Linked DNA regions of Zea mays: region 2 is linked to region 1. A link is a contact called in public Hi-C data. All regions are on one chromosome and are shown on one strand. The core of a region is the stretch at or near the end of the contact, and the rest is flanking DNA. Distances in the headings are between cores, read along the strand shown.

Evidence for each region. Hi-C and Micro-C count contacts between places; a contact is called where the count stands out from the background.
Region 2: a Hi-C map of endosperm shows a contact between it and region 1, with 1.8 times the contacts expected there. The contact joins the promoter of LOC100272290 here to the promoter of LOC100217143 in region 1. A contact is called at or near these places in 2 of 25 Hi-C or Micro-C datasets (endosperm and tassel).

What each region holds. Positions count from the first base shown.
Region 1 is chr1:28,390,773-28,397,171 of Zm-B73-REFERENCE-NAM-5.0, reverse strand. It overlaps LOC100217143, which reads left to right and starts at 2,489. Exons shown (of 3, transcript NM_001348792.1): 1 at 2,489-4,519; 2 at 4,804-5,077; 3 at 5,178-5,769. The coding sequence starts at 2,538. The coding sequence ends at 5,513.
Region 2 is chr1:28,553,462-28,559,860 of Zm-B73-REFERENCE-NAM-5.0, reverse strand. LOC100272290 reads left to right here and starts at 3,153. Exons shown (of 1, transcript NM_001146777.1): 1 at 3,153-4,417. The coding sequence starts at 3,196. The coding sequence ends at 4,188. It also overlaps a transcript of LOC103632985 not described here.

The DNA.
Region 1 (6,399 bases), core at 1,240-3,739:
GGACATAACCATTATATTCTAAACCTGACATTCTGCTCTTTGATGCAGCCGTTCTACTTGGTGGGAATGTATATCGTGTAGCAGTGTCGAGCAATCGTGTCAAAGGCACTCCCTAAGAACATGGTTATCTGTCCTCACCCGAGCATCTCATCGCTTGAACGATAGTTGTTTAGGAGACCATGCTATGGCCACCTCTCTCGTGGACCCGTGACACTGGAGATCTAGCATAACTAACCACAAAACCAGAGGGAGGGGAAGGGAGATGTCTTCTAAGAAAGAGTATATGAGGCTATGAGTGTGAAATGAGGTGCTATGAGCAGAGGGTCTCTGCTTTTTTTTATAGGTGCAGGATGAGCCAAATAAGCTAAACCTAGCAGTCAACATCAGTGTGTAATGGTCATCAATTGTTGGATGCGGGTAATGGTCAATTTTGATTGTCATCAAACGATAATTATTCATAACGGTGGTGGTGGCACTGATGGACATAAATCGGAAGAAACTCGACCGCTTCACACTCTGTAACGATAAGTGTATGAACGTTAAAAAAGGATTTTGCCACCATTATAGAAATAGAAAAGCACAATGAACACATTGAGAAGGACAAGGACTATACACATGCGCAAAAGACATCCAAGCTATATTCTAATATCTCTGAACAAATCACTGAAGCACTATAATGCGATCACAAAACCATATTTGCTTTTGATATTTAACTTGTAATAGTTGGGTAATCGATTCCCAATCTATTGCACCAGAAGCCCATAAGCAGCAGCGGAACGAGAGTGATAAAGCGATTGGATAGCAATCCGCCTAAGATTAGGAGCTCAGATAGAGTAATAGTTTTAAGATTTGTCTAGCAAGTCGTTAAATGCAGGTAGACGTTGACGGAATGATAAGACGCACAAAAAGATAACGTTTTAGGATAAAAAGTCAATTATAAATCAACAAGAGAGAATGTACCAGATTACTTAAAAAAATACAAGGGGCCAAGAAATTAAACAATCTGTAGACAGTGGCCTTATTTAAATAAATGAGTTCAATTGAAGAGACCGTACCAATGATATTTGATCTGTCATTTACGGTAAAAATGCACCATTTGTGCAATATGATGTGCAACAAGAAAGAAAAGAATGGGAGAAGTTGAATATAATGGCTTTAATCTAATGTATACCTATACCGAACCTGTGCTATAGAGAGAAGACTAATGTAAACTAAAAAACAATGCTGTTTTATTTTAAAGAAATTATTTTCATGTAAAAAGTCTAAATGTTAAGGTTAGTCTGGGAATCTCATTTTTAAAAGAAATTTTCATTTTCTTATAAAAAATTAGCTCATTTTTTCTTTAAAAAATGAAAATCTTTTTTAAAAAATGGGATTTCAAGACTAGAAAACTAATAGCGTGGGCAACTTGTCAGTTACTAGTACTACACCACCCCACGTCCCCACCAGGCTTTTTCGCTGTCTACTGATATAAAACCAATAATTACACGAAGGGAACGGCCACCGAACTCCGTCCGTCCGACGCACACACGCCGGTAAATTTCCTCCCCAGTTGATTCCAGCGGCACTGCACTTGTGCTGCCTGCGTTCTTCTCCCCTGAGAGCTGCGGAAAGATCCAAGCGCAAGGCCACCTAACCAGAACCAAACAAGGCCGCCTCCGGATCGCCGAGCAAATTCCATATTATTTTCCTCCCGTTTCTTGTTTTTCTCCTCTCGCTTATCCGTCTCCCAGAAGGAGAGGGAGAGGGAGAGCCGAACCGGGGTGATCGTTGCCGTCCCTGTCACCCCCACACCCCGCTGTCGTGGTGTCCTATGCGACTCGTTTGTTGCCGTCGGTCGCCTGGTTGATTAATCCAAGGCCAAGGATCTCCCCTCCACGAGGACCTCCGGAGAGGCCAGGGTGAGCTGCTATAAAGCTATTTCTCCTGTCCACCCCCACTTCTTCCTCATGCTGTCATGCAACATGAGCAGCTCTTAAGAGCATAGGAGGAGGGGTTGATTGCGGCTCGGAGATTCTTCTCGCGTTTCTCCTGCACTTTCCGTCTGATATTTATCAGCTTCTTACTTCAGTCCAGCAGAGTTCCTTTGCTTCATTGCTCGCTTTGAAGGGGATTTTTACTGCTAGTCTCTGAGCCGTCAAATTTTTCACCACTCAGCTGTACTCCCCCACGTCCACCAGGCAAGAACAGCAACGTCAGTTTGCAGCAGAAGAAAAGGCTCTCCCTCCCTTTGTATTGAAAGCACAAAAAATCCTCTTTATCTCTCTGACTCCTTCCCCTCACTCACAGGTGGCTGCTTGTTGAGTCCAGTGTGTCAGTGTGTGCCACTTCTCTCACAAACACTGCGAGCTTGTCCCTATCCTGCAAGAAACAGCGGACCAAAGCATCCGCTCCATTTCTCCGCTAGTTCGTGCGTCGATCCAAACGCCAATCTTGGATTTCTGCCGCAAGGACTGTGCTTCTTGTAGCAAAAGCCCCCAAAGATTTGATCCAAGCCAGCTCGGAATCGGATCCCTGCGAGGACCAGGCGGCCTGCCATGGCGTCCCGCTCCTACTCCAACCTCCTCGACCTGGCAACCGGAGCAGCGGACCAGGCGCCGGCGGTCGCGGCGCTTGGCGCGCTCCGGCGGCGGCTGCCGCGCGTGGTCACCACCCCCGGGCTCATCGACGACTCGCCGGCGTCGCCGTCCACGCCGCCGCGGCCGCGCACCATCATCGTGGCCAACCAGCTCCCGATCCGGTCCCACCGCCCGGAGTCGCCGGAGGAGCCCTGGACCTTCGAGTGGGACGAGGACTCCCTCCTCCGCCACCTCCACCACTCGTCGTCCCCCCTGATGGAGTTCATCTACATCGGCTGCCTGCGCGACGACATCCCGCAGGCCGAGCAGGACGCCGTCGCGCAGGCGCTCCTCGAGACCCACAACTGCGTGCCGGCCTTCCTGCCCACGGACATCGCCGAGCGCTACTACCACGGCTTCTGCAAGCAGCACCTGTGGCCCCTCTTCCACTACATGCTGCCGCTGTCCCCCGACCTCGGCGGCCGCTTCGACCGCGCGCTGTGGCAGGCCTACGTCTCGGCCAACAAGATCTTCGCGGACAAGGTGCTGGAGGTGATCAACCCGGACGACGACTTCGTGTGGGTGCACGACTACCACCTCATGGTGCTCCCAACCTTCCTGCGCAAGCGCTTCAACCGCATCAAGCTCGGCTTCTTCCTGCACTCGCCGTTCCCCTCGTCCGAGATCTACAAGACGCTCCCCGTGCGCGAGGAGCTTCTGCGCGCCCTGCTCAACTCCGACCTCATCGGCTTCCACACCTTCGACTACGCGCGCCACTTCCTCTCCTGCTGCGGCCGGATGCTCGGGCTCTCGTACGAGTCCAAGCGGGGGCACATTTGCCTCGAGTACTACGGCCGTACGGTGAGCATCAAGATCCTGCCTGTGGGGGTGCACATGGAGCAGCTCAAGACGGTGCTCGGGTTGCCGGAGACCGAGGCCAAGGTGTCCGAGCTGATGGAGATGTACTCTGGAAAGGGGAGAGTGGTCATGCTAGGCGTCGACGACATGGACATCTTCAAGGGGATCAGCCTCAAGCTCCTTGCCATGGAGGAGCTTCTGCGGCAGCACCCCGAGTGGCGGGGGAAGCTGGTGCTGGTGCAGGTGGCCAACCCGGCGCGAGGGAGGGGGAAGGACGTCGCCGAGGTGCAGACCGAGACGTACGCCATGGTGCGGCGCATCAACGAGGTGTACGGTGAGCCGGGGTACGAGCCGGTGGTCCTGATCGATGAGCCTCTGCAGTTCTACGAGCGCGTGGCCTACTACGTCATAGCCGAGGTGTGCCTGGTGACCGCGGTCAGGGACGGCATGAACCTGATTCCCTATGAGTACATCGTCTCCCGGCAGGGGAACGAGAAGCTGGACAGGATGCTGCGGCAGGGGAAGCCAGAGGAGAAGAAGAGCATGCTGGTGGTGTCCGAGTTCATCGGGTGCTCGCCGTCTCTGAGCGGCGCCATCAGGGTGAACCCGTGGAACATCGAGGCCGTGGCTGACGCCATGGAGACCGCCCTTGTGCTGCCTGAGAACGAGAAGAGGCTGCGCCACGATAAGCACTTCCGCTACGTGAGCACCCACGACGTCGGGTACTGGGCTAACAGCTTCCTCCTGGACCTTGAGAGGACCTGCAAGTATCATTCTCAGAAGAGGTGCTGGGGCATTGGCTTCGGCCTGCGGTTCAGAGTGGTCTCGCTCGACCTGACCTTCAGGAAGCTTTCCTTGGAGAACATCCTTATGGCATACCGGAGAGCCAAGACACGGGCAATTCTGCTGGACTACGATGGCACGCTGATGCCACAGGCGATTAACAAGAGCCCGTCAACTGAATCTGTGCGGATCCTCAACAGCCTGTGCCGAGACAAGGACAATGTGGTGTACCTATGCAGCGGGTATGACCGGCGCACCCTTCATGAGTGGTTCCCTTGTGAGAACCTTGGCATAGCCGCGGAGCATGGCTACTTCCTGAGGTATGTGGCTCTATGTCCTACTTTCTGAAGATCAGATTTTTTTTTGCTTCTCCATATCATCATCATCATCTGCCTTAATAATGCGATGCCATAAGCCATAACATCGGCCAACTAAAAACTTGATGGATCATTCATCTTGCAATGCTAAATGCCGTCCTGTCGTGAAGAAATGTTTCATTTGGTGAAACTTCACATAGTAGTGTTGGAATGGAATTGTCTTCCAGTTGAATTCGTTGGGATTTCTTGACTCTTGAAATTAATGTGTTATATTACTGAATATAAAGGTGTAAGAGGGACGCGGAATGGAAGACCTGTGTCGCTGCCACAGACTGCAGCTGGAAGCAGATCGCGGAGCCGGTGATGTGCCTGTACAGGGAGACGACGGACGGCTCAACCATCGAGGACAGGGAGACGGTGCTCGTGTGGAACTACGAGGACGCGGACCCCGACTTCGGGTCGTGCCAGGCCAAGGAGCTCGTCGACCACCTTGAGAGCGTGCTCGCGAACGAGCCTGTGTCGGTGAAGACCACGCCTCACTCAGTTGAAGTGAAACCGCAGGTGAAGCATCGATCCTCGATCTCCGCATCTTCTTTGCATTGGGCAAATAGACCAGGCGCATGAACTCACTGCCTGGCGACGAGATTGTTCGCTTTTGCAGGGCGTGAGCAAGGGCTTGGTGGCCCGGCGCATGCTTGTGTCGATGAAGGAGCGGGGCCAGTGCCCGGACTTCGTCCTGTGCATCGGCGACGACAAGTCCGACGAGGACATGTTCCAGCTGATCGCCACCGCTGCCTGCGGGGACTCGCTGGCGTCCAAGGCGGAGGTGTTCGCGTGCACCGTCGGCCGCAAGCCCAGCAAGGCCAAGTACTACCTCGACGACGCGGCGGAGGTGGTGAGGCTGATGCAGGGGCTCTCCTACGTCTCCGAGGAGCTGGCGCTGGCGAACCAGCGGGATGAAGACGAGGACTCCTCTCTGGACGACGTGTGGGAGTAGGAAGGAGCGTTCCCTTCCCGTGCTGCTCCTGCGGTAATGTCTGTTTGTGTTGGCTCGGCTGGAGCTTTCGCCGAGTAGTTTAGGTGTGTAAATGAGGTATGCTTTCCAGCGTAATGTATTGCCAGTGGTCTAGTCTCGAGAGCTGGCTTGAATCTAGTGATGCTCTAGTACTTTGGTTTGTGGTGCTATTTACCTGATCCGTGGAAGGCAGTACTATGAGCTATACAAGATGCAGACCTGAAATCTCATTCATCTGAAGACCATGACCTTTCTCCTAGGCGTGTGTATACGTCTTTGGATTTTGGAACTAACCATCATGTGCCAGTATTAGAGGAGCTCGTTTTTACGTGATGATCAGTTTTTTTGGAACTAGCGCGAACAAAAGCTGCAAGTTCCCAAGTTGCAGGCTTTGCGAAGGTCTTTGGGCAGAGTGAAACTTTAGGCTGTGTCCAGCAGTCCGCTACCGAAAATTTAGTGGTCGCCATTGTTGTCTATGCTTTTAACCACGGACGATAAAATATCCTCTAAAATATATAGGCAGCTCGGAAATCTAGCGGTTTCTTATTCATCTACTATCTATACGCGTCGCCGTCTTCGAGCAACTTAAGCCGCAACAGCGCACTACTGACTTGACAACCCCACACTCGAGGCAGCAAGAGGACCATTGCGCCATGGCCATCGGGGCGGAGCTTCCCCGCTATGTCGCGCGCACCTGACCGCAGCATCTGCATCCGTACGCTGGAGGCAACACCAGCATGGTGATGAAGCTTGGAGAGGTCTCCATGGACGTCCCGGCCTCAACCGAGTGTGGAGTAAGCGAAGGGCCGCCATTGGTGTCGAGGAAGAAGCTCGGGGCAATGGATTTTTGGGGGAACAGATGCAGTCG
Region 2 (6,399 bases), core at 1,904-4,403, 160 kb before region 1:
TCTCATAGGACGGCCCTAACAGTTCTCTCAAAAGTTTTTTTAAATAATCTAGATCACTCTAACTCCCATTAACGGTATTTATTTTTTGAGCATCTCTAATCAATGATTGTTCTAGCTCCTAAAAAAGAAAAAGGAGCTAATTTGTTGTTTTTTCCTTCAACTGTTTCTAATGATTTACTCTTATTCCTTTTTTTTAAAAAAAAATGGTTCACCATATAGCTTTAATAGTTTCTTCTTCGTGCAGTGTCATCCACTACCCCCAAAGATGCGTCGTCCATCGTCCATTGGCCACCATATAATGATTTACTCTTATTTATCATTTGAATAAATATGGATGGAAAAAAGTGGGTTATAATAATAAAGAACTATTTTAGGACATAGGCAGTATCATATTATTGTTCACTAACTAGAATAGTTGTACGTTGATTAGAGATTATTCCAATACCATGTTAATTATATTATTTACTATACGTACATAACGGCAGAAACTTAATATACTAGATTAGAAGGTGACAAGGGTATGGTAAGGCCATGTTTGAATTCTCCTTGCTTATTATTTACGAGTGGCTAATAATTAGCAAATAAAAAATAGTCAGGGTATGTTTGGAGACTTGGTTAGATGTCTCTTTATCTTTATACGATCTATTAACATCTATTAGTAAAGTCAAATGGCTAATGAGCAAACAGTTTACCAGCCTTCGGACTAACAATTAGCTGATTTATTATTGATCCTGATGGGCGGTTCAGGTGCTAAAATTAGTCGTCAAACTGTTTGCCACAAGGATAAAAAAAGTCTGGTACATCGTTCATCCTCCTAAAGATTGATTTATTTTGTAGACAAATTTCTATTTATTTATAGAGATAGTACATTAGTACTACATTGGAAGGTGGGTTTTATTTTACCTCGCCAAAAAACTGAGATTGATAATGAGTGTGGAAAATCTGTCGCGTACATTTGCGACAGCCAGCTTTGGCGAAAATGGCGGTTCGAGAAAGGAGAGCGAAAGCAGGCAAATCCCTCCAACACAAAGAAAAAAGAACAAAACACTCAGCGCTCCCTGTGGTGTAGGGAGCGACAGACACAGCGCCACGTGACCAATGGGAGCAACAGACTTCCGCCGCGTGCGCCAGATCCAAACGATCCGGATGGAACAAGTCACCCCGCGCGTCGCTGTCGCTGAGCCACTGGGCTCCCGCGCGGGTCCTTCCCGGTTCCCGCCCCGACCCCATACTGCCATACATAGCCATAGGCCATAGATTTTCCCCATCGCAGTTCCCAATCGGGGCGTGGCGTTTGGAAAGTTCTCCCCGTCTTCCTGCCTGCTGCCACCACCGTCACCAGTTTCACCGTACGCCTTCGCTTCACCTCACCCGCCTCCCCACGTTTTCTCGCCGTCTCTTCTGGGTCCGCTCGTGACTGCCGCTTGGAATAGACCGGACCGGACCGGACGGGACGGGACGGCGGGAGCGGCCTAACTTTGGATAGATTACGAAGAGGAGATCGTTACTTCTAGGTCCGTGCTAATGTGGCACGTGATTGGTGGCTTGGAGCCAAGCGTGGCTAATGGACAGAATCCCGGACCTTAACGCAAACGCATCAGGAACCTAAATTGCTGACATGTAGCATAATTTTGTCCGTATATGCGCACGTTGAGAAATGTTGCTGACTTCGACTTCGGTAAACTCTTTGTTTCAGCCAGAGTGTTTGCGGTAAATTATGTATTTATTTAGACCATGTTCCAAACTTTTAGAGCTAATAACTTTTAGTAAGCTGATAAGTTATTGACTGATTTTAGCTGAATTAGTGCAGCTAACAATTGATAGCCATTTGAGAGGAGCAATTAGCTGGCCTACTAGCTGTCCCGTTCTTAACTCTCAAGTAATTTTAGCGACTAACTATTAGTTTTACATGTTTAAAATAGGGCCTTATGACTTTAGAGCATCTCAAACAATGTCTTAAATCGGTGTCTCAAATTGAAATATAGGGGTTCCCGAAGAAAAAAACTAATCCAACAGTGCCACATTTTATAAAATTTGGTTAAAAAATTATAGATAATCATCTCAAGTATCTCAAATATATACTACACTGTATTGGACTATCTTATAATATATAATTAGGGCTTTAGTGTTGGAATAGAATATATTATTGGTGCCCTAAATCCTATAAAACGTACTTGTTGTTAGGAGCTTTCTACACATGTAACATGTGGCATCCAATAACCGAAAACAAGACCACACTGGCCTACCCAATCCTTTCTCAATAAGAAAATGGGAAAAGTGGCATGAACGATATGATGATCGCTAACCGTTTTGAATAAGTCATATAGCAGAGTGCTTCGTTAATTAGGTGAGTCTCAGCAGAGGTTTTATCCCGATTTTATTTGTACTTAATAATGTTTACTAAGTTATATGAGTTATGAAATTAGATGTCTATGGAATCATAAAATGAAAGTTTCTATTGGGAGTAAGAATAAGTGTTTCATCTCTTCCAGTAGAGTCTTAACTTTAGACAAAAAAAATAGAGGTGCTTGCATCTTGTGTTTTTTTTATAATAGTTATTACTGTTGCGTAGTGAAAAATATGTGAATAATAGGTTGGACCGTTGGAGGTGTAGATAGTTGGATTCTGGAATGTTCTTCTGCTAGAATCCAAATGTGTGGATCTCATCCTTATGTTTTCTACCTTATATCTTTTTATAAAGATCCTAACACAGCATTATTCTTAGAGATCGATATATTCTTTACTTAATCGTGGATACCAGGTACCCAATTATTCTGCTCCAAAGGCCATGTCGACAAAAGCGCAGATTGCGGGCACACAACATAAATAGATAGAATCCTAGAGATCTATAAAATCAAATAAACACACTATATAGTATAAGGCTAGTTAAATTTTGTTATTATTTCATTATCTAAATCTTGTTAAACTGTTACGTTTTATCTGCCGGATAAATTGGAACGTCCAACGGAGGCAGTATAGCCGATGCCCGATGAGAAGCCACGGCCACGGGCAGGCGAGTGTGGATATGCAACCGACTCACCCTCCGGTGCCGCCACCGAACTCCACACTCACCCGCCGCTCGGTCACGGGTCACCCCGTCCCTATATAGAAGCTCCTTCCCGTGTCATTGCTTGCCTCCCTCCCTTCTTCTCCCGGCAACTCCTCACCCCAGAGGCCACAACTGCCAACAAGCCAATGGCTCTCGTCCGCCAGCGCCGCCAGCTGCCGCACCTTACCCTCCCGCTGGACCACTTCGCCCTGCGCGTGCCACCGCAGCCTCAGCCCACCGCCGCGCCGTCCACCTCCACGTCCGACGCCCGCCTCTCCGACTACGAGAGGCTCTCCGTTCTCGGCCACGGCAACGGCGGCACCGTGTACAAGGCGCGGCACCGCCGGTCCGCGCAGCCGGTCGCACTCAAGCTATTCGCGGACGGGGACACCTCGGCGGCGCGCGAGGCCGAGATACTGATGCTCGCCGCGGACGCGCCCCACGTCGTGCGCCTACACGCGGTGATCCCGTCGGCCGCCGGGGAGGCTCCCGCGGCGCTGGCGCTGGAGCTCATGCCCGGGGGCTCCCTGTCGGGCCTGCTGCGCCGGCTGGACCGGCCGATGGGGGAGCGCCCCATCGCCGCCGTGGCGCGGCAGGCGCTCCTCGGGCTCGCCGCGGTCCACGCGCTCCGCGTCGTGCACCGCGACCTGAAGCCGTCGAACCTGCTCGTCGGCGCCGACGGCGAGGTGAAGATCGCCGACTTCGGCGCGGGCAAGGTGCTGCGCCGGCGGCTGGATCCCTGCGCGTCCTACGTCGGCACGGCGGCGTACATGTCCCCCGAGCGGTTCGACCCGGAGGCGTACTCGGGAGACTACGACCCCTACGCCGCCGACGTGTGGAGCCTCGGGGTGGCCATCCTGGAGCTGTACCGGGGCCACTTCCCTCTCCTGCCCGCGGGCCAGCGCCCGGACTGGGCCGCGCTGATGTGCGCCATATGCTTCGGCGAGGCGCCGGAGCCGCCGGCCGCGGCGTCGGAAGAGTTCCGGGATTTCGTGGCGCGGTGCTTAGAGAAGAAGGCCGGGCGGCGCGCGTCGGTGGCCGAGCTGCTGGAGCACCCGTTCGTCGCCGAGCGGGAAGCGGCCGGCGCACAGGAGGCGCTCGCCGCGCTCGTGAAAGAGGCGGAGCAGCTGGACCTATAGACAGACTTACAGTAATTCACGTTTAGGACAAGCTGAGATGTAAATTACGCCATATTTTTTGTTTATCCGTTTATTGAGTTTAATAATCAAATCTCAGAAGTCAACAAAATTAGTGAAATTCAAGATTCCCTCGACCACGCTGCTCGCTGCCTAGATTGCTGTTAAAGTAGTTCATTTGAAGTGATGCTTCTACACTATACAGACATGAACAAACCTAAACTGCTTCAGCAATCCAAACCTGAGGGCGCCAGCAAACTTTGTCGAACGAAGAGATTAGATGTGTTCTCACCTGTAAAGAGTTGTATTAATTAGCTTTGATGATTAGGAACAACTAGCATACATGTGGAGGGACGAGTTTGTCTCTGCTGACGGTGGTGGCATTCCGGCCGGCTAATTCATCTGCAGGATGTACAAAATCTACGGTCGAGATGGCTGGGCCACAACAGAATCTGTGAGCCAATAGCTAATGGCACAGACAGAACGTGAAAAAATTGCAAGGAGGTAACGATTTCGAAAGACCGCAAGCAAACACACAGATACAGCCAAAAAAAAGTATAAGAAGCAGCCGGCTATACTATAATGACAATTTAGTTCGAACGGCCGATCAAGGACATCAGCAGCGGCCAGCAGCATTAGGTTGCACATACGCAACATCATTATCAGGGACGGACGGATGTTAAGAGCAGTGGGGCATAGACCCCCACCCAATTTTATTGATTTAGTGGAAGTTTTACCTTTTTTACTATAATCAAAAGATTTATTTGTAATCAACTCTTCATTTAAGCCCCTACTCAGACTTAGGCCCACTCAGATTTTTTTCGCAGTCAGATTTGTTGGCATCCTTATTAAGGTCCACACATGAATTAGAGAAAATCTTTTTTTAGAACACCCACCATTTACCTTCCAAGCAGCAGCATATTTGAAGCGTAGATGCATGCACACGTACACAACTCCGGCCGGCGCAAAGCTCCTCCACCTCTGCGTTGTCCTTGTCGTGATATGGCACGGCCACAAGAGAAAAAGACAGTACGCATCGTCACCGCAGACTTGAACCAAGAAGAAGAAGCACATGTGGTCGTGGGGTCGCCGTTTTGTCACGGTGGATATTTTTGGCTGGAGCAGCGTGGTCCTGATTATCAGGTAGCCACTGTGTCCCGTGCCGAAGCCGCACGGCGGCCAAAACAGCCGGTAGAAGATGGTTCGGTACGGTACGGGGAAACAACCTGACGGCTTCAGCAGAAGCAGCCAGCAGCTGCGCTACCTGCGTGCTCGTGTTGTTCCGCGAAGGGAGGATCTGCGCCCGCCGCCGGCGCATGCCACGCCACCCGCCGCGCTGGAGGCGGGCGTTTCCCGGAAGCGGGAGCCGGCGGTTACTGCGGTGTCGTACGGTCTGCACGTGCAAGCTTCTTCTGCCTGCCCGCCGGCCGGTTTTATTTATTCATTTATTACGGTACAATACCTTGGCCGCCTGGCACACGTACGCATCGCAACTTCAGATGGGAAGCGTTTCGCCGTTGCTCCGTCCGCTGTGCACGCGTTCAGTTTCAGTGGCCCAGGACGACGTGTACTACTTGTTTGGGTTGGATTGGGGGCCGAGCATCAAATCAATCCGCTGGGAGGGATTTCTAGCACGAGTATGACCGCTTGAGATGGACGTTGGACAGACTGGAGTTGTCCAGGACGATAGGTAGGATGATATCACTGCTTAGCTCACGCTCCGCCTGTATATGCTGTACTAGCTCTCACCCTGCTACACATATAATAATCCCGCCTTTAAACCATCAATTTGGTAAGGCATACGTAAGTGCGTAGGCTTATTACTCTCTCTCTCTCGCTTCTCGCTTAGGGTTTGTTCGCTTATTCCAATTCCATATGGATTGAAGTGTATTGGCATGGATTGAGATGAATTTTGATTTATTATGGATTTAAACCGACTCAATACCACTCAATCCACATGGATTGAGAGCTAACCGAACAAGCCCTTAGTAATATCATGTTACAATACAGATGGGCTACCAGAAATCCATTCAAGTCTAATACGACAGAAAGCCACACCCGACGCCAGCACTCTCACACACTACCGCCATGCTAGCTAATGTGTTTGGTTGCAATAACATCCCGAGATAGGATAATTCTTAGATAAGTTTGTTTGGTTCAGAGTCATTAGATTAGGATACGACCATTCCAGTAGTGTGTCTAATTGTCTATCAA